7 separate regions of the Mus musculus genome follow, and regions 1, 2, 3, 4, 6 and 7 are each linked to region 5. The links are chromatin contacts, called in public Hi-C, HiChIP or PLAC-seq and promoter capture Hi-C maps. All regions are on one chromosome and are shown on one strand. Each heading gives the region's core, a stretch centred on a gene start, on an enhancer-like site or on the middle of the called end of the contact. The rest is flanking DNA. Distances are from core to core; before and after follow the strand shown.

Region 1 (4,210 bases), core at 1,228-3,727, 480 kb after region 5:
CACACATTTTATTCTGAGGCAGGGTCTCACTGTGCAGGCTGGTTTTGAACTTGTGAACTTCCTGCCTCAGTCTCCCAGTGTGGGTGGGACTACAGGTGTGTGCCATCACATCCGGTTACTCCTGTGTTTAGATTATGAGAAAGGATGCAGAGGCAGAGCCAGTGTGAGCCTTGGCACTTGGCAGTGCTTAGCCCTTTCTCAGTGAGGGCGGCCTGGGTGTGGTGTGTGTATGTGCTTGAGATAGTGACTCTCGGAACTGAGGTTGTAGCTCAGCGTTGGAGCAGCTGCTAAGAATGCACAAAACTCAGGGTTGGATTCTCAGCACCAAAACAGGGAGAGCCATACTTGTATACCTGTGTATTATAGGGGCTGGAGAAGCTTGCTGCTTGCTGCTCTTGAAGAGGACAGGAATTCTGCTCTCAGTATCCACGTTAGTCTGGTCGCAATCTTCTATAACCCCAGCCCTAGGGAACCTGATGCCTTTCTCTGGCCTCCATAGACATCTTGCACTCATACCCACATAATTAAAAATAAATCTTAAAGAAGTATTACGATTAACAGGATTTCTAAGTGAATGGGGATAGGAATGAGTACAGTTTTAGTAGGTGAAGAGGGCTAGCTCCATTAGGAGCCACTCTCAGCGCCAAATGCCACTCCTATCCGCAGGAGGTTGGTCTTAGGGATTCTTTTTTTTTTAAATTTTATTTTTTATTAGGTATTTTCTTCATTTACATTTCCAATGCTATCCCAAAAGTCCCCCATACCCCCCCATTCCCCTACCCACCCACTCCCACTTCTTGGCCCTGGCGTTCCCCTGTACTGAGGCAGATAAAATTTGCATGTCCAATGGGCCTCTCTTTCCAGTGATGACCGACTAGGCCATCTTCTGATACATATGCAGCTAGAGACACGAGCTCCAGGGGGTACTGGTTAGTTCATATTGTTGTTCCACCTATAGGGTTGCAGACCCCTTTAGCTCCTTGGGTATTTTCTCTAGCTCCTCCATTGGGGGCCCTGTGATCCATCCAATAGCTGACTGTGAGCATCCACTTCTGTGTTTGCTAGGCCCCAGCATAGCCTCACAGGAGACAGCTATATCTGGGTCCTTTCAGCAGAATCTTGCTAGCGTGTGCAATGGTGTCACCGTTTGGAGGCTGATTATGGGATGGACTTAGGGATTCTTCTATCTTTCCTTAAACTTGCTACATGCTTGGTTTGTAGCATCTGTAGGCAGAGGCTGCCATCTGGTGGTCATGTTTCAGATCGCGCCCCATAGGACTACTGAGTTTTCCATAGGCTGTGGTGTCTGCGAGGTCCTGTAGCCCAGGTTAGCTTCCAACACTGTATGTCTTAAATTGCTAGTGGTGATAGTTGCATAAATTTGTGAATAAGCTAAAACATTTAAATTGTCCATGATTATTATTCTCGCTAATATCATTTGTGGTACCGGAGAGTGAACCTAAGTGCATTACCATCAAAGTGCATTACCATCAAAGTGCACTACCACAGAGCTATCTCCAGATTGAACTGTGAACTTTATTTATTTTTTACTAACATGGTGTTTTTATTAATTATTTTGGAATTTCTTACAATGCACCCTGATCACACTCACTTCCCATTCCTCCCAGGTCCACCCAACCTTGTGTCCACCCCCTCCCATCCTCCTCCCCCAGCCCAAATACACAAAGTCCAATTTGTGTTGCCCATAAACTTATTGGAGTATGGCCAAACTCCCAGTGGTCAGCCCTTAAAGAAAATGAATCCTCCCCCCAGCCCCCACCCTTGTCAGAAGCCATCAACTCTGAGGAGCATCTTTATCACAATTTTTTTTTCTAAAGATTTATTTTATGTATGTGAGTACACTGTAGCTGTCTTCAGACACACCAGAAGAGGGCATCAGATCCCTTTACAGATGGTTGTGAGCCATTATGTGGTTGCTGGGAATTAAACTTAGGACCTTTGGAAGAACAGTCAGTGTTCTTAACCACTGAGCCATCTCCCCAGACCCCTTTATCACAATTTTTAAGGACTTCTTTTTCTAGCTTCCTGTCTGGACTGTTTCTTTTTGGGGGTGGGGTGGGGTGTGAGAGATTGTCACAGAAGCCTTCGATGTCTCTCATTCCCAATTATAAGTCTGCAGTCACTGATACTCCTGCAGGGAATACGTTTCCTTGTCTAAAATAGCTGGTGGCTGCTCGGATCATGAACAGCAAAACGGCCTCCAATGGCAGCGCGGGCCACGGAAGTCTTCGGAGGAGGCTTAATCCAGCAAATAGACAGCTCTTCATCTTGGATAGCTTGTTGCTCAGAGTCAGATTGACAGCATGGTTTAGAGGTAGTTCCTGCTGTAGCTCCAGGCTGCTGTCTGCCACCCTCCTTTCAGCAACTGCTGCCCTGCCAGTGCTCCGGGCACAGCCGTATCACAGTTCACAGGACAGCACCTCCCACCCCTAGCATGGCAAACAGCGCAAGCGGCTGCAGCAGAGATGGCTCAGTGTGGTAGGCGGAGTCTGCCAGGTGGCAACTGAGCAAGGCGGGCCCATTGGTAGCCTGAGCCTTCTGGCAGCCCGAGGAACAGTCCTACTCACAAGACATGCTCCTTTGCCTGCCGAGGCCATGCTTCCAAACCTGTCACCGCTAGTTCAGCTTCTCTCCTCCATCTATCCCAACGCCCCCAATTCCGTGAAACCATTTTTAATAAGCATCTTCCCTAAAAGTTTTAGAAGACCTAATAGAAGACCTAAGTTTTAAGTTGTGCCAGAGATTCTTCCAGCTCTGCACACTCATCCCCCAGCACTGCAGCTCGCAAAGTCTCTGTGTGTGTCCCAGGCGCCTCAGATTGGTCCCACAGACGCTGGGTCCCTGCGGCCGCCGCAATCTTGAATCAGTTGAACTGTGAACTTTATGTGAGAAAACTGTGTATTTGAATCACAGCTCAGTAAGACTCGTATTAAAATAGATAAGATTGACTTCCAAACCTTTTTGTGTATTTAATTTTAGTAATTTCTTAAGTTTATATCGCATACATTCTGTATAAACCTTTATTTATGGGTTATTATTAATTTATTTGTTTATTTATTTTATTTTATTTTATTTTTTTTTTTAAAGATTTATTTATTTATTATATGTAAGTACACTGTAGCTGTCTTCAGACACTCCAGAAGAGGGCGCCAGATCTTGTTAGGGATGGTTGTGAGCCACCATGTGGTTGCTGGGAATTGAACTCAGGACCTTCAGAAGAACAGTCGGGTGCTCTTATCTGTTGAGCCATCTCACCAGCCCCTATTTATTTTATTGTTTGTCTCTCTACATAACCATGGCTGTCTGGGAACTCACTAAGTAGGCTATACTGGCCTTGAACTCACAGAGATCTCTGCCTTTGCCTTTTAAGTGCTGAAGGTGTGCACCACCATTCCACCATTTCTGGTTTTATATATATATATATATATATATATATATATATATATATATATATATATATATAAAATTTTGTCTAGCTTTGTGGCTCAGACTGTTCTTGAACTCACAATCTTTGTGCTTTAGCCCTCCCTGAGTACTGGGGTTACAAGTATATGCTATATACCACCCAGTCCATGTTAAATCCTGAGTAACATATTTATATCTTCGACTATTAATTATTTAATTCATTATTTCTCCGTGGAGGTGTTCTAGTTTGCTTCCTATTGATTTGATATAATTTGATAGAAACACCGTGACCACAGTAATTTGGCGAAGAGGGGGTTTATTTGGTTACACTTTCATGTCACAGTCCATCACCAAGGGAAACCAGGGCAGGAGCCTAGAGGCAGGAATGATGCTTTCTGCCTTGCTCCCCGTGGTTTGTTCATCTTTTTTTGCTCCCTGCAACTCAGAACCACCTGCCCAGGGCTGACATCACCCAAAGTGGGCTGGGTCTGCCTACATCAGTTATTAATCAAGAAAATGCCCCATGGATTATGAGATGGAGATGAGATGGAGATATTGTCTTTTTTGTTTTTCGAGACAGGGTTTCTCTGTATAGCCCTGGCTGTCCTGGAACTCACTCTGTAGACCAGGCTGGACTCAGAAATCCGCCTGCCTCTGCCTCCCAAGTGCTGGGATTAAAGGCGTGTGCCACCACTGCCCAGCTTGTCCATTCTTTTATTGTTGATTTCTACTTTAATTTCTTTTCAGGTCAGAGAGTTGTATGAGTAAAATCCTTCTCATGTAA
Region 2 (4,217 bases), core at 896-3,395, 480 kb before region 5:
TGAGGAGCCCAGAAGATCGTGAGTGAAGCCCAGATAACTGGACATTGAGTTATTTATATTGTTGGAGTTTGGTTTTTCTTGGTTCAGATGTGGCTCTGCTCTGGGTCTTCCCTCTTGAAGAAGGTATTTAACTTAATTTTGATTTTTAAAGGATCCCAGCTGAAAGATTTTGAGCTTTTAAAAGAGATTTTTGGATTTTTAGAGAGATTGGATATTTTAAATAGACTGAAATTTTAATGTTTGAATTTGTAAAGTCTGTAGCACTTTTTTAAATTTTATTTATTTATTATGTAACTATATTGTGCTGTCTTCAGACACTCCAGAAGAGAACATCAGATCTCATTACGAATAGTTGTGAGCCACCATGTGGTTGCTGACATTTGAACTCAGGACCTTCGGAAGAGCAGTTGGTGCTCTTAACCACTGAGCCATTTCTCCAGCCTGTCTGTAGCACTTTTAAAGTTATTTAAGTTTTAATGTGAGACCTTGAGAATGAATAAGAAAGGAAAGGTGTGACTTAATGGTGATGTGTTTGAGTGTCAAGTTGACAAGGGGTCAGTTGTATGGCCTAGTCTTATGTCAGCTTGGCACTAACTAGAGTTATCTGAAAGGAAGGAACCTCAATTGAGAAGATGCCTTCTTAAGATCCCGCTGAAAGGCATTTTCTTAATTAGTGATTGATGGAGGAGAGCCCAGCCCATTGTGGCTGGAGACATTCCTGGGCTGGTGGTCCTGGGTTCTACAGGAAAGCAAGCTGAGCAAGTCAGGGAAAGCAAGTCAGTAAGTGGCACCCCTCCGTGGCCTCTGCATCAATTCCTGCCTCCAGCATCCTGCTCTGTTTGAGTTCCTGTCCTGCTCCTTTCAGTTGTAAACAGTGATGTGGAAGTGGAAGGTAAATGGACCCTTTCCTTCCAAACTTGCATTTTAGTCATGGTGTTTCATCACTGCAGTAGAAACCCTGATTAAAACAGGATCCCAGGAGAGAGAGGTAAACAAGTGTTGTGTATGGTGTTCTTTCTCTCCAGGGCAAATAATGACCTTACCCTAAGATGCATATATGTTCATCTATCTATCTATCTATCTATCTATCTATCTATCTATCTATCTATCTATCTATCTATCTATCTATCTATCTCTGTGTGTATGTATGTATATATGCATATATATGTATGTATATATATGTGTGTGTATGTGTGTGTGTGTGTGTGTGTGTGTGTGTGTGTGTGTGTATTCATGCTGATTTGCTCCCTTCATCCTATCCTCTTCAAGACCCTTTCAGAGAACTTCAGGAGCCCACTGACCAGCCAGAACGGTCTCCACCCAGAGCAAGCCTTAGTACCTGTCTCTTGCTCTAGAGCGGTTTCCCCTTGGAGAACTTCATGGTGAGTTTCTACCCAAAGGAGGAGATGTGTCAGGCACAGGGTTAGCACTCAGTGGAAAGTCCCTTTTCACCCAGTCCCTGATGAGGTCGCCAGTGAGGTGGTTGACTGCTGGGTTTAGGTTTGTCCCCGACAGAACCTAACTCAGCCCAGACTTATTGTGTCCTCAAGTCCTCTTTGTCACCACACAACTCTGACATCTCCATGGTAGGGTGCTGAGCCACACCCCTGCAAGAGGCTCAGCTAAGGCCTGCCTATGGAAGTGTGGGTGACTTGGGACAAAGCAGGTTAGTTGTGCAGAGTTGCCACCACTACAGATACTTCTTCTCTGGGTTTGCTACAGTCAAACACAGGACAGGAAATGGATATAAACTCAGATGTATCTCCTGTGAGGCTGTGCAGCTGGCTGAGACAGATGCAAAAACAGAATTCACTGTGATAAGTGATGGAGGGAGGGGGGCGCTTGGGAGCCAGGTCAGGGAAGAGAGCAATGACTAGGTCATTTCTGGCATTTTAATGCTGAGGCAGTGACAAGCAGTCACAACAGCCAACGTAAAACCAAAGGGTGAGGAGCAGAATCCACGTTACCCTCTCACTCAGGCTCACACTAAAGCCCTGTGGTGCCACAACCCTCCTGTAAGCATCCCGGAGCTACTGAACTCTGGACACCAAGAACACCAGCCCAAGCTGTGCCTTGTGGGGTCCAGTGAGGACTGACGAAGTGGGAATGGCATCTTGGAACTCGGCCACAGTCATTGTAGTCGCAGACTCTGACAGAGGGGCACGTGGCCACACAAGCTGCATGGCAGTTACAGCATCCTCACAGACCTGCCATGCAAGGGACTGTAACAGGAATCCCAGCTACCTGGGACCAGAGCCAAATAATACCACAAATGACCACACAAAGGCAGAAGGTAAGAACGGACTCTGACCTCCACTTGCATCCGGTGGCTTCTATGACCACCCCATGCCCACACACATCATCCCTACAACACACACATTAATAGAAAAAACAATTAAAGTAACGGCAAAGTACAAATCCCCAACATCGCCCACAGGGAGAAAAACGGCTTCTGTGAATGCTTCAGCTGGGTGCCTTCTGCACAGCCAAGACCAGGCAGTCTATGGGGAAGCACAGACACACAACCGAATCTCTCGAAACATGCAAAAGGAGGTTTGAATAAGAGTAGCAGCCTGAACTTCCTCAGTCTGGAAACTGCTTGCTCCCAGAAGAGCCGTTTCTATCAGGGTGAAGGTCAACACCTCTCTGGTGTGACGCCCACTCCTGTCACAGGGCTCCTTATAGCTGGAATGGAAGGGCTCAGTCGACAGGACAGGGAGAAGGGAAATACAAGGGCAGGAACCCTAAGTGGCCCACAGTTTCCTCCTCTTTTGTAGGAATGAAACTTGGAGTATGAGCAAATATTTAAACAGTGAGGGGGAGAGCACTAGCGATTAGTGATGAATCATTTAGAAAGGGACTCTCTAGGGGTCGGAGAAATGGCTCTGTGGTTAAAGGCACTTGCTTCTCTCCCAGAAGATAGGAGCTTAGTTTTAGTTCCTCATAGCCACATTGGGCCGCTCCAGGTGCTCTGGCACCCTCTTCTGGCTTCTGTGGGATCCTGCGTTCATGTGGCACATGCGTTGCTCATACAGACGTATAGGCACATATATTTTAAATTAAAAGTCTTTTAAAAACCCAAAGAAATAAGAAATAAAAATGGATCTGTGTGGATGTTTAAAAAGGCACACCTTTAGTGGTCCTTTGTAAGTCCTTTGCATGACTTGATGTCCTTGGGTGGAAGTGACTGTTGCATTGAGAGCTCTCTACTCAGGCAGCCTCTGACCTTGGCTTGCCTTTCATATCATGCTATCACCAAGCAGTCCTAGTGTCCCATGACCACTGTTCTTAAAAGATGTCATCAGGGGTCCTCACTGTCTGGGCTGCAGTGGAAGGTTGTTTATGGTCCCCCTGTCCCAGCACAGACTGCTTGAACTTGAACTTGAACTTGCTGTGTAGCTGAAGCAGGCTTTAAACTCATCCTCCTGCTTCCACCTCCCAAATGTAAGGATTACCCTTTATTTATTTGTTTTCATTTATTTATTTATTTATTTATTTATTTATTTATTTATTTATTTATTTTTGTTTGTTTGTTTTAAGACAGGATCTCAGTAGGTAGCCTTGACTGTCCTGGAACTCACTATGTAGCCTGGGCTAGCCTTGAACTCACAGAGATCTGCCTCTGTCTCCCGAGTGCTGGAACTTGTGAGAGAATATGCAGGGTACATATATTGTTTAACAAAAATAATCAGCAAACCACATGTCAGCACCACCCTTGTGAAGAAAGAGGTGCCACCCTGGCAGACTCTGTCCTCTTTCCACAATGCCCCTGCATCAGAGCGGAGCATTGTTTCAGTCTTTAGAAAAGTCCCCCTGGTTTTATATCAACTTTGCCACCTGTGTCTACATTCCTAAACCATGAAGTATGGCTTTGCCTGCTTGAGAAGCCTCCCTCCCTCCTCCCCTCCCTCCCTCCCTCCTTCCCTCTCTCCCTCCCTCCCTCCATGCCCATCTCCCTACTGTACTGGGGCTTTGTGCATACTAGGAAATGCTACCATTTGGCTATAACCACAGTCCTATTTAGAAAGTTTCTTCTTTTGAAGTCCTCTTTTCCCAGGTGTGTCAAGTTGAAACCAACATTAGCCAACACACACACACACACACACACACACACACACACACACACACTAGAAAACCTGCCCAGTGCTTTGCATGTGGGTTCTTTTGGGGTTTTTTTATGTACTCAGAATATCTTGATGAGGGATGAAGCTGATTTT
Region 3 (3,881 bases), core at 499-2,998, 420 kb after region 5:
TCATTCATTCACATTCTTATTTTCTGTAGTTTAAAAAAAAAATCGCTGTGCGGTGGTGGTACATGCCTTTAATCCCAGCACGTGGGAGGCAGAGGCAGGCAGATTTCTGAGTTCGAGGCCAGCCTGGTCTACAAAGTGAATTCCAGGACAGCCAGGACGACACACAGAGAAACCCTGTCTCGAAAAACCAAAATAAAAATAAATAAATAAATAAATAAGTCCCGGGCTGGAGAGACAGCTCAGCGTTTAAGAGCACTGACTGCTCTTCCAGAGGTCCTGAGTTCAATTCCCAGCAAACACATGGTGGCTCACAACCATCTGTAATGGGATCTGATGCCCTCTTCTGCTGTGTCTGAAGAGAGCGAAAGTGTATTCATATACATAAAATAAATAAACCTTTTTTGTTGTTGTTGTTTTAAAATCCCATTTCCTCCCCACAAAGGCAGTGATTCAGCCACAACCACTCTCCAACCCTCCTGATAAGGTCAGCCCACCGCAATGGAGGAGGTCTAGAACAGTACATAGGCCCCTGAGGATGCTTCCCAGATGTGCCTTCTAATGATGGACAAAGCTGGGAACATCAACCCAGGAAAGAAGAGAGAAGTGCAAGTGCTCTGGGACATCTGCCATCCAGCAATTAAGGGACACAGTCCCAGTGCTGGGGCCCTCTGCTGGGGCCAGAATCAGAAACACCAGTCTGGCCACAGACTTCTTCCTCTTATGACGCAATCTCCCTTCCCAGCCAGCAACTCAGCAAAATCTCAGTGGTGAGTAGTAAAGGCAGTCTGGGGACTCCCCTGGTCCAGGCATTGCTCCAGAGAGGTCTAAGGCCATCCCTTCCACATTGCTCACACCGCAGAAAAACATACTTCAAGGTCCCGTGACCCTAAGTCTCTCTAGGAAGCAGGTTTCCTTTTGGCACCCCTACCCAGTCCTCGGCCATTTGCCCAGCCTCTCCTGCAACCACACAAAAGCTCAGGACGAGCAACCCCATCCCTTGGACCACTCTCACTGCTCTAAGAGCTTTTACCTCGGCCCCAATCATTTAGCCCAACTTACCTGCTAATCTAGAAGAGGGCTGTTTCCTCTGCCTAAAGGTATGGGGTCAGAGCCCCCTCACCTCCCCTTTTGGCCTCAAGTTCTTCTCAAGGCTTTATCTAAAAATCTGCAGTCAGAAGAGAGAAGAGTTTGACCTTTTGCAGCTGGCTACCAGGGCAGGGGGTGGGAGATTACACTGAGTGGTTCTGAATAACCTATAGCAAGGAGTGGAGTGCCAGTTCAAATAGGGAAAAGGTACACGAAGGAAAGAGGTTACATTAAAGTCACGGTGAGCAGTTGGCGGGGCCAGAGCTATAAGCACGATGCACATTATTTATTAGGTCGGAGATGGAACAGATCTCACATGGTTCCCAGACCAGCCCGGGACCAGCACTGAAACACGAGGTTTGGATTGCATTAGGAGGTGGGACAGCGAGCACCTGACCAGGGTGGGTTGGGATGAGCCCCAAGCCTGGCGAAAAAGCGGTGGGTTGCGTTTTTAACTCCAAAGCTAACTCGATCCTGGCCTAGGACTGAGTGGAGAGCCGTCAGGCTAAGGTGTGGCTGGACTGGTGCAGCAGAAAGCAACAGGCAAAGACGGCTGTGGAGCCCTACAGGGATCTGGTCTCAGCAGTGATGGGGAACTCTGAAGACCCAAGAACCCTACAACCCCACCTTGCACCTCCCGTACCTCCTTTCACATACCTTGTAGGCGTTGTTCCGGAGCCGACTCAAGTAACACGTGAGCCTGAATCACATGACCGTCCAGCTAGCACAGGCCGCAGGAAACTCTGGGAGTTGTAGTTTTTAAGTCAGTGTCACCATCGGACCACACCAGCTTCTCAACCCAACAATAGTTCTGAGCCAGCCTAGCTTTCTGCCAACCCGTTTATCCAGTTATTTTTAGACTTGGTCCCTTGGCCAAATTAAACACTGTTCCTTCCTCCTGGAAAGAGCGTTAAGAGGTTTGGCATCTTTGTCCTCAGGAGCCACGGGCCAAAGCTATTTGGCCTCATTATGTTTGTTCCTGCATTCATTGCCACAGCAAGTGACCCCAGAGTTTCTTTGACTGAGGAGTGTGAGGGACCTTTGAACAAGAGAGAGAGAGAGAGAAAGAGTCAGTTTGAGCATTCATTAATCCCTGGCTACAACCTCAAGGCTAGATTTCGGAAATGTTTGAGGCGGTTCAGGCTCTCGACTTATTGAATGAAGGTGAATTGCCTAGAGCTTTGGCTTCTGGGCTGTATGCCGTTTATAAAGGAAGTCCTTTTCTGCCTCTTTATTTGTGGTTCTAGAACTTGAATCTGAGCCCCAGGAAGGAGCGATATCTTTCAATTATATTCACAGTCTAGTTTAATTATTATTTTTTCTTTTCTTTCTTTCTTTTTTCTCTTTTAAAAGATTTATTTATTTATTATGTATACAGCGTTCTGCCTGTATCCTACAGGGCAGAAGAGTGCACCAGATCTCATTACTGATGGTTGTGAGCCATGTGGTTGCTGGGAATTGAACTCAGGACCTCCGGAACAGCAGACAGTTCTCTTAACCTCTGAGCCATCTCTCCAGCACCAGTTTTTCCTTTTACATTTACTTACGTGTGTCTGTGCATTCACAGTATGCACGGGGAGTCCACAGGGCAACTCTCACGAGTTGCTTCCCTCCTTTCATCCTGTGGCTTCTGGGGATTGAGTTCAGGTCTTCAGGGTTGGTAACAAGTGCCTTTACACGTTGAGCCTCTCAATGGGTCTACCTCTCATTTGAAAAAGTTGGGTATGGGACACATGCCTGTAAACCCAGCATTCAACAGACTGAGGCAGGAGAGCAGTGAGCTTGAAGCTAGCTTGGGTTCCACAATAAAATCCTGGCTCAGGAAGCAATGCTACCTCCCCACCCCACCGGCCCAAGATGAAAAAGGAGGCGATGTTACTGAGATTAGCAGAGCCAAGTACAGACATAAGAAATAATATAGAGCCGGGCGTGGTGGCGCACACCTTTAATACCAGCACTCAGGAGGCAGAGGCAGGCGGATTTCTGAGTTCAAGGCCAGCCTGGTGTACAAAGTGAGCTCCTGGACAGACAGGGCTATATAGAGAAACCCTGTCTCGAAAAACCAAAAAAAAAAAAAAAAAAAAAAAAAAAAAAGAGAGAAATAATATAGAGATCTGTGTGTCAGTTTGCCTCAACACACGAGTTCACAGAACTTTGGTACAACATCATACAACCAGAATATTGACATTGACACAATCTGTTAATAATATTCATCATTATTATTAAATTTACTTATTTTAATGTGTGTGTGTTTCTGTCTGTGTGCAGCACATGTCTTGACGATGCATCAGATTCCTTGAAACTGGAGTTACAGACAGCTGTCAGCTGCCGTGTTCCTGGGAATTGAACTCAGCCCCTGTGGAAGACCAACTAGTGCTCTAAACCCTTGAGCCATCTTCTCAGCCCTTGCTGATATTCTTTTTTTTTATTTAAGATTTATTTATTTTATATACATGAGTACACTGTCTTCAGACACACCAGAAGAAGGCATCAGATCCCATTACAGATGGTTGTGAGTCATCATGTGGTTGCTGGGAATTGAACTCAGGACCTCTGGAAACACAGTCAGTGCTTTTAACCGCCGAGCCATCTCTCCAGCCCTCTGCTGATATTCTTTAAATCTTCCATCTTATTTGGTTGTATTCGTTCTATAAAATTTTATCTCACATGAGCGATACTGAACCTGAGTTCAGTTCCCAGAGTTCACAGCACCTACAGCTCTAGCTCCAGGGGATCTAACACCCTCTTCTAGGCTCAGAGGTCTCTCTCTCTCTCTCTCTCTGTCTCTCTCTCTC
Region 4 (3,899 bases), core at 348-2,847, 450 kb after region 5:
GTCAGGCTCTCAGACTGAAATCACTAAGCAGTCACATCCAAGGGGAAACCGGGCCAAGCAGTTTAAGTGAAGGTCAGGTATTTCGGGTATATAGATATACATTACAAACAGGGATATTTCAAGGTTAAAATAACGGGAAAACTGATTTTCCTCCTACCCATACAAGTACCTCATTTTTGTTCTCCAAATTGCAGCATAAATAACTCTCCCCCGTTTCTCCTCCCCTTCAGGTGGGTAGGCGTAAAAGGGCACCCATTGGCATGGAGCCAAAAAAACGGGCTCTGGGAAGGACAGACTGTTCTACTACCTTGAAGATGCTTGAACACATTCAAAGGGAAGAAGGCAAGCATAAAAAGTTACGTAGGCTTCGCTCCCAGTTAGTATGTGCCCCGGGGAGGTGTCTGCCGTACTCCAGGAGACTGTCTCAAATCTGCTCTTCTGAGGCCCAAGGAAGAATCAGGAGTTACTAGTTCCCGTTTAGGCCTGGCACTTTCAGTACACCTTAGTTTAAGATGACTCATTTGTCTTTTTTTAAAAAAGGAAGTCAGTCCTCTTGTCTTGCTCACAGCTGCATCACCAGCAACTGGTCCAGTGCCTGGCTCGGAGAAACTGGGTTACGAAATATTTTAAGGAGCAAAGAGCCGACTGAAATGCAGGGAAAGATTGATGGCTTCCAGTCAACAGAATCTCCCAAGGGTTTAAAACAAAGAAAGTACATTACACTTCAACCCTTTTCCATCCAAAGGCCAGGCTGGTCTGTCAGGGGATAGGGGATCATCAGGCACTACTGTGGTGACACTGAAGGATGCACTACGCCAAGGTCATGGATGCACACCGGATCTGGACGCCCCCAGAACCTCCTTGCATGTGGTCACATTTCCCCCCGTCACGCACGCTGCTTCTACACAGCACTGGCAGATTTAACCCTCTGGACCCCGACAGCTGGACCTGTTGTCCCGCAGGGCAGCTGGTCAAGGACATGCGCGCCCCCCTGCACCACAGCCAATCAGCGACAGGCAGCTCCGGCACCATAGCCAATCGGCTAGAGGATGGCCCAGCGCCACCGCCCACGTGCTCACCCCTTGCCCCGCACCCCACTGTGCTGAGTCCACATCTGGGACCCCCCATCACCCGCTAGAATGGGATTCTGGGTGCAGTCGAGAACCACAATTCCCACCTCGGGGGCTACGCTGGCCCTCTGTCCGGAGATACAGGGGAGGGATGAGGGGTCCTGGGGTCACCCCGGGGCGCAGACACTGGACTCTAAGACTCGGGACAGTCAACCCTTGGGGACACACGAGGTGCGCACGTGTGTCCGATCGCGGGGTGGGGTGCAGGTTTCACAGGGTCCACAGTTCGGCTGGGCAGGGGCAGGCCCGCGGTGCCGCTGCATCTCTGTATCCCTCGGCTCACCTGGCTCTGGCAGAGGCTGCAGCAGCTAGGCCTGGGTGAAAGGCAGCAGCCATCCCGGAGAGGATGCGGCTGGAGTGCAGGAGGGCCATGGTGGGCGGTAAGACGGCAGTGGATGGTGGTAGAGCCGAGATCTGGGGAAGCGTCCGCTGGAACCGAGGCGCGGGCTCCTAAAAGGTGAGGACAGTGACTTCCCTGGGCGTGGCTAGAGCGGCCCTGCGCCTGGAGCGAATCATGTCGCAGCGGCCCCTTGCGGTCGGGGGTAGAACGACGACGCCTCCACGGAGGTCATGGAAACTCGCAAGGGCACTGCTAATCGCTGCCTATAAATCCTGTGAAGCTTGTATGTGAGGATGCGCAGTCCACAGTGCTCAGCGCTCTGCTTCCAGTTAATCATCCGCTACGCTAGAGGCAGCTGCCTAGCGTGCCAGTTTGAAAGAAGGAAAAAAATGTAAACTGACCCGAGGAAGTATTTTTTTTTTTTCCTAATGCTCCAGTGTGGTTTTCCTTTCAACCCACTAGTTTCCCCAAGTGCAAGTCTCTCAAGGTTCAGAATGCTTTCATGTCCCTGTTAGAGGACAACAGGCATATTTTGTGGGGCAGTTGTGAGTATTAACTTGTGAGATTAGCAGATTATGCCCTAAAAAAAAAAAAAAAAAAAAAAAAAAAAAAAAAAAAAAAGCCTGATTAGTCAATACAAAATTACCCAGGACCAACGACAAACTTTTGCACATCAAGTCTTCATAATTATGTTTGGAAGAAATGAATAAGCTTTTAAAGGCTGGGAGAATGAATTTGAGACAAGTCCACAAGTTGACCGAATTCACTCTGAACATGGGCCATTATTTCCCAGGGATGCCTTGCAGAAATCTGTATAGATTGCCAGTCTAATTTCTCCGGCCACTTCAGTTGTCTGTGTGATTGTTATCAAATCTGGGGGCCACAGCATGTGCTGCAAACCAGGCCCAGGTCACTGGTCCTCAAACAAAGTAAAATAGTGAAAAGCAGAAAAAGATTTACTTGCTGGGTGGTGGTGGTGCATGCCTTTAATCCCAGCACTTGGGAGGCAGAGGTAGGTGGATTTCAGAGTTCGAGGCCAGCCTGGTCTACACAGAGAAACCCTGTCTCGAAATTTTTTTTTTTTTTTTTTACTCAATGTGGCCACACTAGGAAGTTGGACAGAAAGATCCAGTTTTCCTTCGGGGTTCAAATGAGAGATTCCAACGTAAACAGATTCCCAGTCAGCTTGTGTTCCTGCCTGCCATTAACCCATCCTATAAGGTGATGGATCTGATAAGTTGCTAGAACTGTATAGACTCTCTGGGAGAAAGGTTGCCTCTCTGGCTGGGGCCTTTTCTTATTTCAGTATGAGATTCCTAGAGATATTGCCATTTCTTTGGGTTCCATTGTTTCAGTAGTCAAATTGATAGACACAGTGCCTCTTTAGGATATCTTCATTTCTTCCAGGGCTGTTGCATGAAGTCCAGATCCCTACATGGAATCACATTCTGGTCTACCCTAACTTACTGTCTTCTGGCACATGTGTCTCCCTGACCTTGGGCTAGATTAAAAAAAAATAGATATTTATTTAATGTTGTATGAGCATCCTGTTGCTGACACACCAGAAGAGGGCATCAGATCCAATTACAGATGGTTGTGAGCCACCATGTGGTTGCTGGGAATTGAACTCATGACCTCTGGAAGAGCAGACAGTGCTCTTAACCACTGAGCCATCTCTCCAGCTTTTAGGCTAGATTCTTTTTTCTTCTTCTTCTTCTTCTTTTTTTTTTTGGTTTTTCAAGACAGGGTTTCTCTGTAGAGCCCTGGCTGTCCTGGAACTCACTTTGTAGACCAGACTGGCCTCAAACTCAGAAATCTGCCTGCCTCTGCCTCCCAAATGCTGGGATTAAAGGCATGTGCTACCACCACCCAGCAAGTAAATCTTGGGCTAGATTCCTATTGGCAATGACTTTGGATTCCTGCACTATTGTATGTGTTGTGGTTTGAATATGCTTGGACCAGGAAAAGGCACTATTAGGAGATGTGGCCTTGTTGAAGGAAGTGTGTCACTGTGGGGTGGGCTTTGAGACCCTCCTCCTAGCTGCCTGTAGAACAGTCTCTTCCTCTGCCTTCAGAACAGGATGTAGAACTCTCAGCTCCTCCAGCACCGTGTCTACCTGGATGCTGCTATGCTCCCACCATGATAATGGACTGAACCTCAGAACCTGTAAGCCAGGCCCAGGATTGTTTCTTGCAGCTGATTTGCCTTTCCTGTCACTTATTGCATAGCCTAAGGATTCCTGGGTGTTACTCCACCCTATTGAGCAGATTTCTTGCAGATCAACATAAAGATGAGCTTTCATGAGTTAATGCTGCTTAGATGTATTAGTGATTTCACAGAATTCCTGACTTGATTAAAGTAATTTTAGGAAGAAAGTTGTAAGATGGTTTTAGTTGTTTTGTTAGAAAGATGTAATAAAGTTAGAATC
Region 5 (4,106 bases), core at 1,040-3,539:
TGGTAATGTAGACAGCCCTGTCGCCCCTACCCTACAACCAGACTCTGACCTTATTACAGCTTTGCCTTAGTTCCCAGGAGAAGGGTGATTTTCTTTGTACAAGGCCTATCACTCAGATGTTGCTCAATAAATCATTGATAAACATGACCAACTCCAGTGTTTCCTTGACTGGACTGCATCCCCAGTTACTGAGATCGCTTAACTGAGGAAAAGCCTGAATACAATAAAGCTGATGTGGATAGGCCTAAACTTCTTCTTTTTCTCTTGCCCCCTCTTGCCTCAGTTGGAGAAAACTTCTCCCTTAAACACTAGTTTGTCAAATCCAAACAAGAGTTAGAAACGTAATTAATTCCTGTTTTTGCAAGAATGTCTGTTTAATTTGCTCCATGTGACTCTGCCCTAATAATGTTGTGTATGTTGTTTATGTCATCAGGGTACCACTGGACCTTTAGAGGCGTTGTTAAGGGACACAGTGCACCATGGTTACTCTGCTTTCTATGCCATGTGTAAACATGTTGACTAGTCAAAAACTCGGGCTTGAAAGAATAAAACACATCACAGAGAAAAGCCAGGGGGTAAATGAACCCTCTGATAGACGCTCCGACACTTCTTTCCCATCTCAAAACAGCATGTTCTCCAGCCCTGTTCTGACTGCTTTACACCAACACTTCAGACAGCTCAGTTTCCAAGTTCAAGCAGCACACAAGCCTGCTCTCTCTCTGTGCCCTCTGGCTGTGCAGAACAGGCAAGATACCAAGGCTGGTGAGCACCCTCCCAACACTGCCAGGTGGACTGTCTCTGGGTTCTCCCTGCAGGTCTCATTTAAGAGCTCCTGCTGCTTCATTTCAAAGTGAACGAACACTCAGGAGATTGTGGGATGGGGGGAGCTAAGGGTCCGCTTCCTATGGGATACTCTTGACATAACTCTAGCTATGGATCTGAAAGAGTTGGTCAGACTGCTTACATACCAAAGGCCAGATCTTGAGGAACTCTCAACTGTCTTAGCCAAATGACAAGACACTCCCAACAGGTTTCTCTCAAAGCTGTCCTCAGAACACACGACTGCCTAGCAGTGACAAACAGAAGGCAATGCAGGTACTCTGTCAACCACTGTGTGTCTCAAAGCCCTTCTCTGTGAATTAGGAAAGACATTGTTCTAGTCCTACTACGAATAATCTTGACTTACTCCACCCATTCTATATACATCTCTATGAACACCACACTAGGCATATCACCTCTCTCCATCTTCCCCAGCCGAGGGCAGAACTAAAGATATTCCCTAAATCACCTGGCTTCCACATTAGAGTGACCACTTTATATTCAAAAACAAAACAAAACAAAAAAACGGTCCAGCTCACTGCCCCAGGAATCTTCATGAGAAAAGAAACGGCAAGGCATTTCATCTAGATCTTAATATCTCCAAAAGTGAACAGGGAAGGCCACCATCTCATGTGGCAAGCAAAAACACCATCCATTCTAGAGGACGGCTGGATAAAAATACAGAGGCTTGATACTGGCTCTCGAGAAGCCCCTAACAATCACCTTTTTGCAGGTTTCCCAATGGAGAAGGCCAGTACAGGAAGAATAGTACGGACTCTAAGTTACAGAGGGCTCGCAGCAAGTTCCAAAGGTTTGGCTGTCGACGGATGGAGCTAATGAATGGGATCAGAACAAGTCTGGCTTGGCCGGTGCTCAGGATGTCCGGGGAAAAGGCCCTCCGTATGGAGTGCAGCAACAGTGCTTGGCACCAGCGAACACATGCATGTCTTTCTTCAAAGTGCTATGCGTTTCAAGCTAGGCTGTGGGCACTCTGCCCCCATTCTACTGACCGGGACGTCAAGGCTCGGTAGCCACTCCATCACGTGGGCGGCTAGTCGGCCCCACCCCCGTCCCGCCCCCACCGCTCACCTTTTTGTCCCAGATCTGCAGGGGCTTGCTGCCGATGCTGTAGAGGATGGAAAGGAAGCCACTCTGGAACGTGTTCTTGAACATCTCGCCAGCCGCGGCCCCGCAGCCGCCGCCCTAGGCCCGGGATTGGAGATCGGCACCGAGCGGCGAAAGAGAGCGGGTGCCGCCGGTCCGAAGGTAGGACGCTGAGAGCTGCAGCCACTGACGGCGGGAAGCGGCGGCGTGACGCAGATCCGTAAGCCTCGGTGAGCACCGAGCCACCTCAGCACCGAAACCACAGCAACTGCCGCCCGCGCCGCCGAGCCTGCCGGAGAGGAGGCGGAGCGCCGCCTCGGCCCGCCACGGATCCCTCCGCACGCTTGGGCCCGCCCCTCGGAGGCGCATTGCCCAGTCCTGCCGCAGAAAGAACGGTTTCCGGTTCCTTCCGCCCTTAGGCCCGCCCCTTCCTGCCCCCTCGGGCGCGGAACTTGGTTGCCAAGGGACTATTCCCCGCCCCTCCCCGCCGGGGCCCAGACTTGGTTTAGAACAGCGGAAGGAGACTTTAAGTTTACCTCACGTGTTTACAGTGCCTGCGTGGTGTCATGGGAACCGGGAGGCGCGTGGAGGGGTGGAGTCATGCCAGACCCCTCCCCCGAAGGGCGGGAAGAGTGAGGAAGGTGGCTTTGTGCCAACGACAGATAAATATTATCCCTGGGTGTGTTGACTCCAGATTTTAATCCTAGTACCGGATTAAATCCCAGCAGAGGTAGAAAGATCTCTGAATTTGAGGTCTACATATCGAGCTCCAGGACAGCCAGGACTCAGAGACACCCTGTCGCAAAAAACAAATATTGGTTGGCCCAGGAGAACGTGTGAGCTAATGAACCAGTATTGATTGCCCAATTTACATCATCACCTTTAATTATCAAGTTACAGTGAATGAGCTGCTGTAAAAGCAATACTCTGGGGGAAAGCGTATCTCTTTAAATGCATTGATTCGAAAAGAAGAAAGCCGGAATATTAAGATATAAACAAAAATTAATAAAATCTTAAAAGTGGAATAGTTGAGTTGAACCGACAGCTGATTTTTTTAAAAAAAGTGTGTCAATTTCTGGAATATTGTAGGAAAGACATACGCTGTGTATTTCAAGTAGAAGGAAATCTCAAGTGTGGAAGACTTCCACCAGTCGCTGAGCGTCTTCCTAAATGGTGTTCCACCCAGGCCTGTGTTCTGGCGCACAGAAAAGAGTTTGAAGCACAGACGATCACTTTAGCAATTTTAACGATCATAGTTGCAAAGTTTACACATTTACTATGTGACGGGTATATGTGATGCCTTACCCTGTATTAACTCACTCTACCCTCACACCAAAGCTTTGAGTACTCCAGCCAGAATTTCTAGATATCGTGAAAACTATGTGAATCTATTACTATATAAAAATGAAACTTGTTATATGGAATTAATTTTTGCATGATATCTGGGAATTCTTTATGTACTCTAAGCCAAGTGAATAATTTATAGCTTGATTGTTTTTAAGTTGTTCAAAATATCCTCGGGGCTGGAGAGATGGCTCCGCTGTTAAGAGCACTGGTTGCTCATCCAAAGATCCTGAGTTCAATTCCCAGCAACCCCATGGTGGCTCACAACCATCTGTAATGGGAACTGATGCCCTCTTCTGGCCTGAAGGTGTACATACAGATAGAGAACTCAGAAACAAAACATAAATAAATAGAAATCTTAAACAAAATCCTCAGGAAAAAGATTCAAGATAAGAAATGATGGTATACACTGGAAGGAGAGGCCCATTGGACTTGCAAACTTTATATGCCCCAGTACAGGAGAACGCCAGGGCCAAAAAGTGGGAGTGGGTGGGTAGGGGAGTCGGGGGGAGGGTATGGGGACTTTTGGGATAGCATTGGAAATGTAAATGAGGAAAATACCTAATAAAAAATATAAAAAAAGAGAAATGATGGTATATGAGTTCTGATGGTGATTTCAATACTGCACATAACTAACCACTTGGCGTCTTATAGAAAGTAAATTATTTCTAAAAATAATTCAGCAGTACTAAGTCTGGAAATAGAAAATGGAATGAGTAATAGAAAATTAAGGTGATAACTAAGCCCCTCAGAAGGTTCTGAGCCCTGTCTCATTTTTTTCTGATTAATGTAATATAGATATTGAGGAAACTATAAAAAGTAACATTTATAATATCACC
Region 6 (4,312 bases), core at 602-3,101, 460 kb before region 5:
AGACTCACAAATGCTCCTCAGTGCCTACCTACCCTGCCAGGGCTCACTACTTTTCCAACTCTTGTTATCATTGGAGGGCAAGCAGGGCAAAAGAAGGGGTCCCCATTTGATATATGACCTGCGGCACAGAGAGGTTAAGCAACCTTTCCAAGGAAACCCAGTGAAAGTGGGCTCAAGACTGGGATTCTAGCACCAGTCCTTGCTATTAGGTGACAGAATGGTAGCTATATCACATGACGAGGCCCCTGAGGACATAGAAGAGGATGTGAAGTGTGGGTGTCACAAGTTAGGGATACAAGAAATCACTGGCACTCCCCTGTGTCCTTATCAGGGCAGACAGTGCCTCTGGGGCCATGGGGATCTGTAGTCAAGCTTTTTCTCTGGGTCCTTTTTTTGACATTCATCTTCCTTGGCTCCTCCCCACCCCCATCTGCTCAGTTCTAGAGATCCAGTTTGTGCTGGGCAGAGCAAGTTTGCATGCCCACCCTGTAGCCAGAAGTTCCCACGTGGAAGGGGTTATGGCGGGATTGAGAGTCCCAGTGGGGCCTATGCAGACAGGTGCTTATGTCATCTCAGGGGACTGGTGCTCCCTTTTGATATCCTTCTCAACTCTGTGGCCTCGTCTCTGTCTTTGGTTCCTTCATTCAGTTGCACAGCAGTGAGCACCCTCCTCCTCCTCATCCCTAAAGTCAGGATCACCGACCCCAGGGCCTTTGCACAGACTCTTCCATCCACTAGAATGCTCTGCTCTTGGTACCCCGTAGGCTGCCTCCTTGGATGCTGTCTACACTCAAGCATCATTTCTCACCGTGAATCCAGCCCTGCTCCTTTATCAACTCCCCTCACCATATTTTCTCCCCATTATTCTTACTATAGCTCTGGATAGATTTCATATTTATTGCTCATTAAATTTATGATCTGTATCCCTGCAGCTTTGAGCGGGCAGGGATTTTAGTATATGGCTTGTAGCTGTCGCTCCTATGCCCTGCACAGTGCCTGGATCACAGCAGGCTTTCCACAAACATGTGACGGAATCCATCCGCTGGTCCATCTGTCCATCCACCTATCTATCTATCCATCCATCTTTTCTTATCCACTCACTAGCCATACATCTTCCCTCTAGACCAGACCCTATTCTGGCCCTGCTCTGGTAACTGCTGGGGAAAAGCAGACAAGACAAGCATGGGGATTGACCTGAGGGGCAAGAAACACAGTGGCGGAAAAACATGGCGGGAGGGCCCGGTGGGGAGGGAAGCGAGGTAGATCCTAGGGGACTGACAACCCCATGGGCCTGGCCCACAACAGTGTTTCATACCCCTTGCTCAGAGGATCAGCTTCTGCTTGGATTGGCGTCCTCAGGGAAGTATGGCTCAGCCAGCAGGTCTCTATGTTGGGAGCTAGGTGTGTGCATCAGGACTCACACACATACCCCGCCCCCATACTAGTGCCTGATTGCAAGAGCATTGAAAGAGAGGTGGGTGGCAGGGTCTGAAGGAAGTGCCTGCACGAGGCCTCTCTCCATTGGTGGAGCTCGCCTGGACTTCTCCCCTTGGCCCCCTTCCAAGATACCTGGGGCAGCTGCCACCTCCCATCCCTAGCAAAAAGCTCCAGTTCCTGCCCCCTCACCTTCTGCCTGCTCTGATCCCACCTGAGTCCAGCAGGACATATTGTGAGAGCCCCACCCACAGCCCCGGAGCCCTCCTGTATCCAGCCTGTGGCTGGTGTGAATGGCGCTGCAGACAGGATATGGTCTGAAGAGGCTGGAGAAGCCACAAAGGGCTGGCAGTTTGCAGGTGTGTGTGGGCGTGGCGGCCTGCCTCCCACAGCCTGAAAAGGGTCTCTGAAGCCCAGAGACAGCGTGATCCCGGCCTCCCACGGGGCAGCTTTTACTGTCTAGGGAAGAAATCCCCAAAGTCCATGGAGTCTGAAGACTCTGTCAAGCCTCGCTAGGAAACCTAGGAGTTTTAGAGGGCACTTGGCACCGGAAGCTAGCCGGGTAGGCGGAGCCTCACCTGGATTGAGTTCACAGCTGCCTAGACAGGCTCAGACTAGGTGCTGGGCACCTGGGAGGAGGAGGAGACATTAGCAGCAAAGGCTGTTAACAGAAGTGCCTGCCTAGGCTTGGAGGCAAGACGCTGCTGTTCACAGTGCGAGACGGAGGTAAGAGAGGGCAGCGGGTACGGCATGCACTTCGCCTGGCCTGGCCCGCTTGACCTTAGTCTAAGGTTTAGCGCAGTGCTTGGGAGTTCTCGAGTGTGTGCTGGATCGTATCTCCCAGGGAACGACTGAGTTTGAGGTTCTAGCTGGTCCTAGGATACTCCTTGCCGCTCAGAGTGTGGGGCTGGGCGTGCTCACGAGGGGGCACTGGAACACGTTGGCCAGCTGTGTCCCTCTTTGCTCAGAAGGGCACCACTGCCACGAGGGCCAGAGTGAAGCTTGGACCCTGGCGTGTGGTTGAGGACTGGCGGCATGAACCCCATTTTTCCCTTTGTCCCTAGTGCTTCCCAAGCAGTTTCCTCCTGAGATCCACGGGGGCGGGGAGGGCGGGGGGTGGGGGGACCGGTTTAGCAGCAGCTCACTTTGGTTGTTTGACTTTTGAGGAGGAAGAGGCAGGCAGCCTTTCCTGGTAAGCCAGCAAAAGGGTAGATAGAGCTCATGTATATGTCTCTCTGTTGCTGCCAGCCACAGGTCCCCATGCCTGTCAGCCCAGGTCTGTCACCCCGTCTGCAAGAGTCACTAGAGGGGGTCCCAAGAGTGCACACCTCCTACCAGTTGCTTCCCCCACATGGTAACCCCAAAGATGCACCCAGATAGGTAAAAGTTCAGGCTTGCCATGGCCTCTGGTGGGACCCTGGCATTCCTTCCAGCTGGACCCATGTCCCTAGCTGTACCATGATGGAGATAGACGGGCCCCCAGATGTCAAATCATATATGGCTTCTAAAGCCCCAGTGCCCAGCCCCCAGCCCTAGCTCACAGCCCCCACTCAACCAGACAAAGGTGGGCGGCTGGCGCCGCTGTTTGCCTCTGCCAGTCTGACTCCCTGAGGCGTGTGGGCTGCATGGTGGGCCCCTGCTAATGAGCATCTGTTATCACTCCATTATGCCGCCTGCGCCACCTGCACCCCAGCACTTAGTGGGAGACCCCGGGGGGTTCCCTGGCAGCTGGGCAGAGGGGCATGCAGAAGGCAGGAGGTGTTGGGGGGGGGCAAGGTCTTCCGGGGCTAGGGGGCCCCATGCTCTGTGGGATTTCTACAAAGTACTTAGGATTCCAGCTCTTTATTGTATCAAAAGAGAAGTGCTGGGGATGGGCGGGGTGTAATCGCCACACTAGGATGGATGAGGCAGATCGGTTTTGAGTTCCAGGCCAGCCTGGGCTACGTGGAGAGATGCTGTATTGAAAGAAAAAGGGGGAGGGAAAAAGGGGAGGAGGTGGTGGCAGTCTAGGGGGATTTTGGGTGAGGAAACGAGTGTCTGTGAATTCCCAAGTGAGTCTCCCCAGCCAACATCTCACAAACGCATCTGTGCTGTGTATGTATTGAGAAGGGGATGTGGTTGCACATGAGGGCACAACCAAGATTCCGGTCCTGGAGACTGGCAGTGAGTGACCTGGCATAGTGTTCTTCGTAAGATGGAATGACCTACCCATTCTTCGTACGGGGCTGTACTGTCTTGTGGGGTAGTCCCTAAACCTCTCTGGGCTTCCCTTGCCTGCCTTGGTACCGAGGAGATAATGCTTCTCTGCTTGATCAGAGACAGTTGGACCAGTTCTGGTATCTGAGCAGCTTCCACTCAAACCTCAGGACAGGACCCGGGGAGGGGCGGCATAGACCGGGCACAAGTGTGAAACAGTTGGCAGCAGCTGACATGGCCTTTTTGGGGAATGCTAGTCACCTCAGACCATGCTTGGCTCTCTAGCTGAGGCAGGGTGGCTTCTGTGGAGGGTCGAAGTCCCTCTGTTCCTGCACACTGGAGATATTTTAGGAGCAGCCTCAAGGGGCTAGGGAGATAACTCAGCTGGCAAACATGCTTGCTGTGGAAGCATGAAGGTCTGGGTTTGGATTCCCCAGCGCCACAGTAAAAAGCTGAGCTTGGTGGTTTGTGCTCGTACTCGAGAGAGGCAGAGACAGGAGGGTCTCCAGCAAGTCTAGCTGAATCAGAGAGCTTCAGGCTTTGGGAGAGACTCTGTCTCCAAAAGTAATTTGAAGGGCCAGCAAGATATTTAGGCTAAAGGACTTTCTTTCAGGTCTCATGACCTGAGTTATCCCTCTGGGTCCCACATGAGGCAAGGAGAGAACCAACTTCTGTGAGTTAT
Region 7 (3,828 bases), core at 1,048-3,547, 390 kb after region 5:
CCCATGGTGAGTGGTACCATCTCTGGGCTGGTGGTCCTGGGTTCTATAAGAAAGCAAGCTGAGCAAGCCAGGGGAAGCAAGCCAGTAAGCAGCATCCCTCCATGGCCTCTGCATCAGCTCCTGCCTCCAGGTTCCTGCCCTGTGTGAGTTCCTGTCCTGACTTCCTTTGATGATGAACAGCAACATCAACGTGGAAGTGTAAGCTGAATAAACCCTTTCCTCTCCAACTTGCTTCTTGGTCATGTCATGATGTTTTATGCAGCAACAGAAACCCATGATATACCATAGCATCAAGATACCACAAGAAAGCTTGCCTGGGCCTCAGCAGCCCTAGGGTCACAGCAAAAAATAGTGATTCTCTGACACTGCACCCCAGAGTGGCTGGCAACTTGTCTTAATTGCTTTCTGTTGCTGTAATAAAACACCATGACTAAAAACAACACGGGGAAGAAGGGGTTTATTTGGCTTACTGTCCCTACCACAGTCTATCACTGAGGGAAGCCAAGACAGGAACTCACACAGGGCAGGAACCTGGCTGCAGGAACTGAAGCAGAAACCACGGAGGGTGCTTTTTATTGGTTTGCTCCCATGGGTTGCTCAGCTTGGTTTTTAATATAATCCAAAACCTTTCTGCCCAACGGTGGCACCACACACAGTGGGCTGGGCCTTCCCACATCAATCACTAGTCAAGAAAATGCCCCCACAGGCTTGATTACAGGATATATATATATATATATTTTAAATGTATCCCTGGCTGTGGCTGTCTTGTATCTCACTATGTTAGACTAGGTTGGCCTTGAACTCACAGAGACCTGCCTGCGTCTCCTGAAGTGCTGGGAGTAAAGGCATGTCCTACCACATCCAGCCTATAGGCCAATATTATGGAAGCATTTTCTCGATGGAGGCCTTCCTCTTTCATGACCCTAGCTTGTGTGAATTTGACAAAATAAGTAGGGCTGCTTATTCCACTTCACAGGCATAAGACCTATGTGGTGACAAAAGACCGGTGCTTAGGTGGTCTCTGCTCTTGGTTTAATACTCTTCAGACTTATTTAAAATGCAAATGTTCATGTCTGCCCAACACTCTTCTGCGTGTGTCTGGGGAGGAGGGGATCCCCGCCACCTCTTGTCACCTGAGACAGTCCAAAGAGCTGAACCCAGAGTCATGAGAAGGGATGAGCTGGCCCTACCCTTGGCTGGCTGAAGCTCTGGAGAGAGTGGGCTTTGCAGCTGTCTGGGCAACACAGTAGAACTGGCCTTGGTGAAGAGGCACAGGTGAGCCAGCCCAGAGAGTGACTGCTGCGGGAGAGCTGGCCAGGCCACCTCCCCCTCCCCCCACCCTTCACCTCCCACCACCTGCAGGAGCTGGGAGAGCCGGCCCTGGGGCTTGAGAGCAGGAGAGCTAGCCCCAACCCCTTCTATGACAGTAGCACTAGAGAGAGTAGGTCCTGCATCTGTTCCGGGCTACACAGTGGAGCTGGCCCTGATGGTGAAGACACTGTTGAGCCAGCCCCTCACAGGCTGTAGCACTTGCACACACCTTGACTGGACAGCGCAGTTGAACTGGCTCTGGGGGAGTGGGTTTGGATGAGACTGGAGGGCATAAGAGCTGACCCAGCCTCCTGCTGATGGCTGTACTGGGTGGTCTCTCCTGAGCAGTGCTAGAGAGCTTGCCTTGGTGGTGTAGTTAAGGAAGAGTCAGCCTCAGCTACTACTCGAGCCCAAATCCAGGGCTCTGAATTGACTAACCTTAGAATCTATGTAATCTGAAAATGGTTTGGACACGCGAAAGGGCCAGTTCTGCTGATCCAAAGCTGCAGGTTCCCTATGACACAGGGCAACAACAGGATTACCCGGAGAAGTCCTGATGAGGATCCAAGATTGATGGTATCACAGAAGCCAGAGGTTTTTTTTTGGGGGGGTGGGGTGGTTCAAGACAGGGTTTCTCTGTGTAGCCCTGGCTGTCCTGGAACTCACTCTGTAGACCAGGCTGGTCTCGAACTCAGAGATCCGCCTGCCTCTGCCTCCCGAGTGCTGGGATTAAAGGTGTGCACCACCACGCCCGGCTGAAGCCAGAGATCTTGAACCAGACTTTGCAATGAACAGCTGCAGGTGAAGATGTGTGACCAGAGGGATGTACTGTGGGACACACTACAGCTTCCACGATGAGAAGTTTTCTGTTCTTTGTTTTGTTGTTGTTGTTTGTGTATGTGTGTTTTATTTCGAGGGGGCGGGGTTTCTAGGATGAGGGGATAGGGAGATGAGCAATCATGCATGATTTGAAAAGGTGTCACAGGACTAGCTCATGCTCGCCGCAGGGGTCGGAGGTCAGGGCGAGCGTCTCCCGGGCCGAAGGAGGAAGATGGCGGTGGAGTCGCGCGTTACCCAGGAGGAAATTAAGAAGGAGCCGGAGAAGCCGATCGACCGCGAGAAGACCTGCCCGCTCCTGCTGCGGGTCTTCACCACCAACAACGGCCGCCACCACCGAATGGACGAGTTCTCCCGCGGGAACGTGCCTTCGAGCGAGCTGCAGATCTACACCTGGATGGATGCAACCTTGAAAGAACTGACTAGTTTAGTGAAGGAAGTCTACCCAGAAGCCAGAAAGAAGGGCACACACTTCAATTTTGCAATTGTTTTTATGGATCTTAAAAGACCTGGATATCGAGTTAAGGAGATTGGCAGCACCATGTCTGGCAGGAAGGGCACTGATGACTCCATGACCCTGCAGTCACAGAAGTTCCAAATAGGGGATTATCTGGACATAGCCATCACGCCTCCAAATCGGGCGCCGCCTTCGTCAGGGAGGATGAGACCCTACTGAAGTCTATTGACTTTCTTGAAGTTATTTTTCAGCCAGTTTGTAAAATAAACTTACTTAATCCTTTCTTCCCCCGGACTTTGCCATTAAGCCTTTAAATTTTCAACAAATTGTAACACATTTATTTAGGAATTAGAGTTGGATGTACTTTGGTATATTAAAGTCCATATGTTTTAAGCCCTTATGTAAAATATGAAGAAAAGTGCTCTTAGCATTCTGTATAAAGCTGTATTGTGAAATACATGTGTTCAATCAAAAAAAAAAAAAAAAAAAAAAAGAAAAGGTGTCACAAAGAATCAATTTAAAGGTTTTAAATAGCGGAAGCAGCTGACTTAAAGTAAAATGTTGCGGTTCTCTTAATACTGTAGCTAGTTAACTAAGGGAGCTGTGGTTAACTGCTGGTCCATTCAGAAGCGCTGATAAATGACGTGGAACGGAACTTCCCGATTGGCCTTGGAAGTGGAGGGCCAGTCTGACTGGATGTCGCCTCACCCTCTGGGATTGGGTGTTACTACCTTAGAGCTGGTAAGGTCAGAACTGAATTGGATTGCTTGAAATCATTATGGGTGATGAAATTCTCACACATCTGGTGTCAGCCTATTGTGAGAGTAGAAATGGAAGAAACTGCTCCCTACAGTCTCAGGGCAGTTTAGGAGATTAAATCACATTAGTTGGGTATTCAATTAAACAGACCAGTCCCTCGATTATGGTTATTTGAGGTCCAGAACCTAGCATGAACCATCAACAGAACAGCTGGAAGATTATCTCATGCTAAATATTGGTGCCCCAAGGGTTTGGCCCAAAAGGTCAGAGCAGCTTATCTTTGGGCCTCTGTTAATTAACCCCAAGAAAGCCAAGAAAGAAGGTAAGATGTTGGGAGCCCAGGATTTCCGAAGTTCCTGGTGAGGATGAGAGGCCTGTCTGTCTCACAGCCTTGCGCTGTGCTTCTGGTCAGTCCTATTTCCTTTCTTGTCTTGAGCTCTAGACAGAGGCTCTCGGGAACCGGA

Evidence for each region. Promoter capture Hi-C pulls out the DNA fragments that hold promoters and counts their contacts. A called contact is a pair of places that touch in the nucleus more often than the background predicts. HiChIP or PLAC-seq counts read pairs in DNA pulled down with a chosen protein or histone mark.
Region 1: a Hi-C map of the N1E-115 cell line shows a contact between it and region 5, with 7 times the contacts expected there. The contact joins the enhancer-like site here to the promoter of Cfap20 in region 5. A contact is called at or near these places in 6 of 39 promoter capture datasets (the C10 cell line, cranial neural crest, embryonic stem cells and 3 more), 2 of 484 Hi-C or Micro-C datasets (the N1E-115 cell line and embryonic stem cells) and 2 of 115 datasets of contacts at active chromatin or transcription factors (bone marrow-derived macrophages and extraembryonic endoderm stem cells).
Region 2: a Hi-C map of the Ba/F3 cell line shows a contact between it and region 5, with 2.8 times the contacts expected there. The contact joins the enhancer-like site here to the promoter of Cfap20 in region 5. A contact is called at or near these places in 1 of 39 promoter capture datasets (pre-B cells), 2 of 484 Hi-C or Micro-C datasets (the Ba/F3 cell line and LSK cells) and 1 of 115 datasets of contacts at active chromatin or transcription factors (pancreatic cancer cells).
Region 3: an H3K4me3 HiChIP or PLAC-seq map of bone marrow-derived macrophages shows a contact between it and region 5, with 5 times the contacts expected there. The contact joins the promoter of Slc38a7 here to the promoter of Cfap20 in region 5. A contact is called at or near these places in 3 of 39 promoter capture datasets (hippocampal neurons, liver and pre-B cells), 2 of 484 Hi-C or Micro-C datasets (CD4 T cells and embryonic stem cells), 1 of 115 datasets of contacts at active chromatin or transcription factors (bone marrow-derived macrophages) and 2 of 9 other capture datasets (adipose tissue and liver).
Region 4: a promoter capture Hi-C map of pre-B cells shows a contact between it and region 5, with 4 times the contacts expected there. The contact joins the promoter of Got2 here to the promoter of Cfap20 in region 5. A contact is called at or near these places in 7 of 39 promoter capture datasets (the C10 cell line, cranial neural crest, frontonasal cranial neural crest and 4 more), 5 of 484 Hi-C or Micro-C datasets (the C2C12 cell line, CD4 T cells, Th1 cells and 1 more) and 5 of 115 datasets of contacts at active chromatin or transcription factors (the SCID.adh cell line, bone marrow-derived macrophages, large pre-B cells and 2 more).
Region 6: a promoter capture Hi-C map of pre-B cells shows a contact between it and region 5, with 2.8 times the contacts expected there. The contact joins the promoter of Adgrg1 here to the promoter of Cfap20 in region 5. A contact is called at or near these places in 3 of 39 promoter capture datasets (hippocampal neurons, liver and pre-B cells) and 1 of 115 datasets of contacts at active chromatin or transcription factors (pancreatic cancer cells).
Region 7: a promoter capture Hi-C map of hematopoietic stem and progenitor cells shows a contact between it and region 5. The contact joins the promoter of Sap18b here to the promoter of Cfap20 in region 5. A contact is called at or near these places in 10 of 39 promoter capture datasets (the C10 cell line, the HPC-7 cell line, cranial neural crest and 7 more), 5 of 484 Hi-C or Micro-C datasets (CD4 T cells, the N1E-115 cell line and embryonic stem cells) and 3 of 115 datasets of contacts at active chromatin or transcription factors (bone marrow-derived macrophages and embryonic stem cells).

Annotation. Positions count from the first base shown.
Region 1 is chr8:95,913,849-95,918,058 of GRCm38.p6, forward strand. No RefSeq gene overlaps it. Among named protein-coding and RNA genes, the nearest start is that of Gm51586, 14 kb to the left of the region's middle. Within about 2 kb of position 2,478, at least 100 of the 459 cell types and tissues checked have an H3K27ac peak or open chromatin away from gene starts, as enhancers often do. A contact at or near this core is called in the N1E-115 cell line, where this site is marked.
Region 2 is chr8:94,952,361-94,956,577 of GRCm38.p6, forward strand. No RefSeq gene overlaps it. Among named protein-coding and RNA genes, the nearest start is that of Gm30968, 22 kb to the right of the region's middle. Within about 2 kb of position 2,146, at least 104 of the 459 cell types and tissues checked have an H3K27ac peak or open chromatin away from gene starts, as enhancers often do. A contact at or near this core is called in the Ba/F3 cell line, LSK cells, pancreatic cancer cells and 1 more, where this site is marked.
Region 3 is chr8:95,851,743-95,855,623 of GRCm38.p6, forward strand. Slc38a7 (solute carrier family 38, member 7) reads right to left here and starts at 1,749. Exons shown (of 12, transcript NM_172758.4): 1 at 1,730-1,749; 2 at 1,060-1,165.
Region 4 is chr8:95,886,804-95,890,702 of GRCm38.p6, forward strand. Got2 (glutamatic-oxaloacetic transaminase 2, mitochondrial) reads right to left here and starts at 1,598. Exons shown (of 10, transcript NM_010325.3): 1 at 1,414-1,598. The coding sequence starts at 1,502.
Region 5 is chr8:95,432,580-95,436,685 of GRCm38.p6, forward strand. Cfap20 (cilia and flagella associated protein 20) reads right to left here and starts at 2,290. Exons shown (of 6, transcript NM_008187.2): 1 at 1,909-2,290. The coding sequence starts at 1,992.
Region 6 is chr8:94,975,258-94,979,569 of GRCm38.p6, forward strand. It overlaps Adgrg1 (adhesion G protein-coupled receptor G1), which reads left to right and starts at 1,852. Exons shown (of 14, transcript NM_001198894.1): 1 at 1,852-2,160. It overlaps Gm30968 (a long non-coding RNA gene), which reads right to left and starts at 1,471. Exons shown (of 4, transcript XR_879113.3): 1 at 1,316-1,471.
Region 7 is chr8:95,823,059-95,826,886 of GRCm38.p6, forward strand. It overlaps Sap18b (Sin3-associated polypeptide 18B), which reads left to right and starts at 2,298. Exons shown (of 1, transcript NM_001142441.1): 1 at 2,298-3,098. The coding sequence starts at 2,306. The coding sequence ends at 2,824.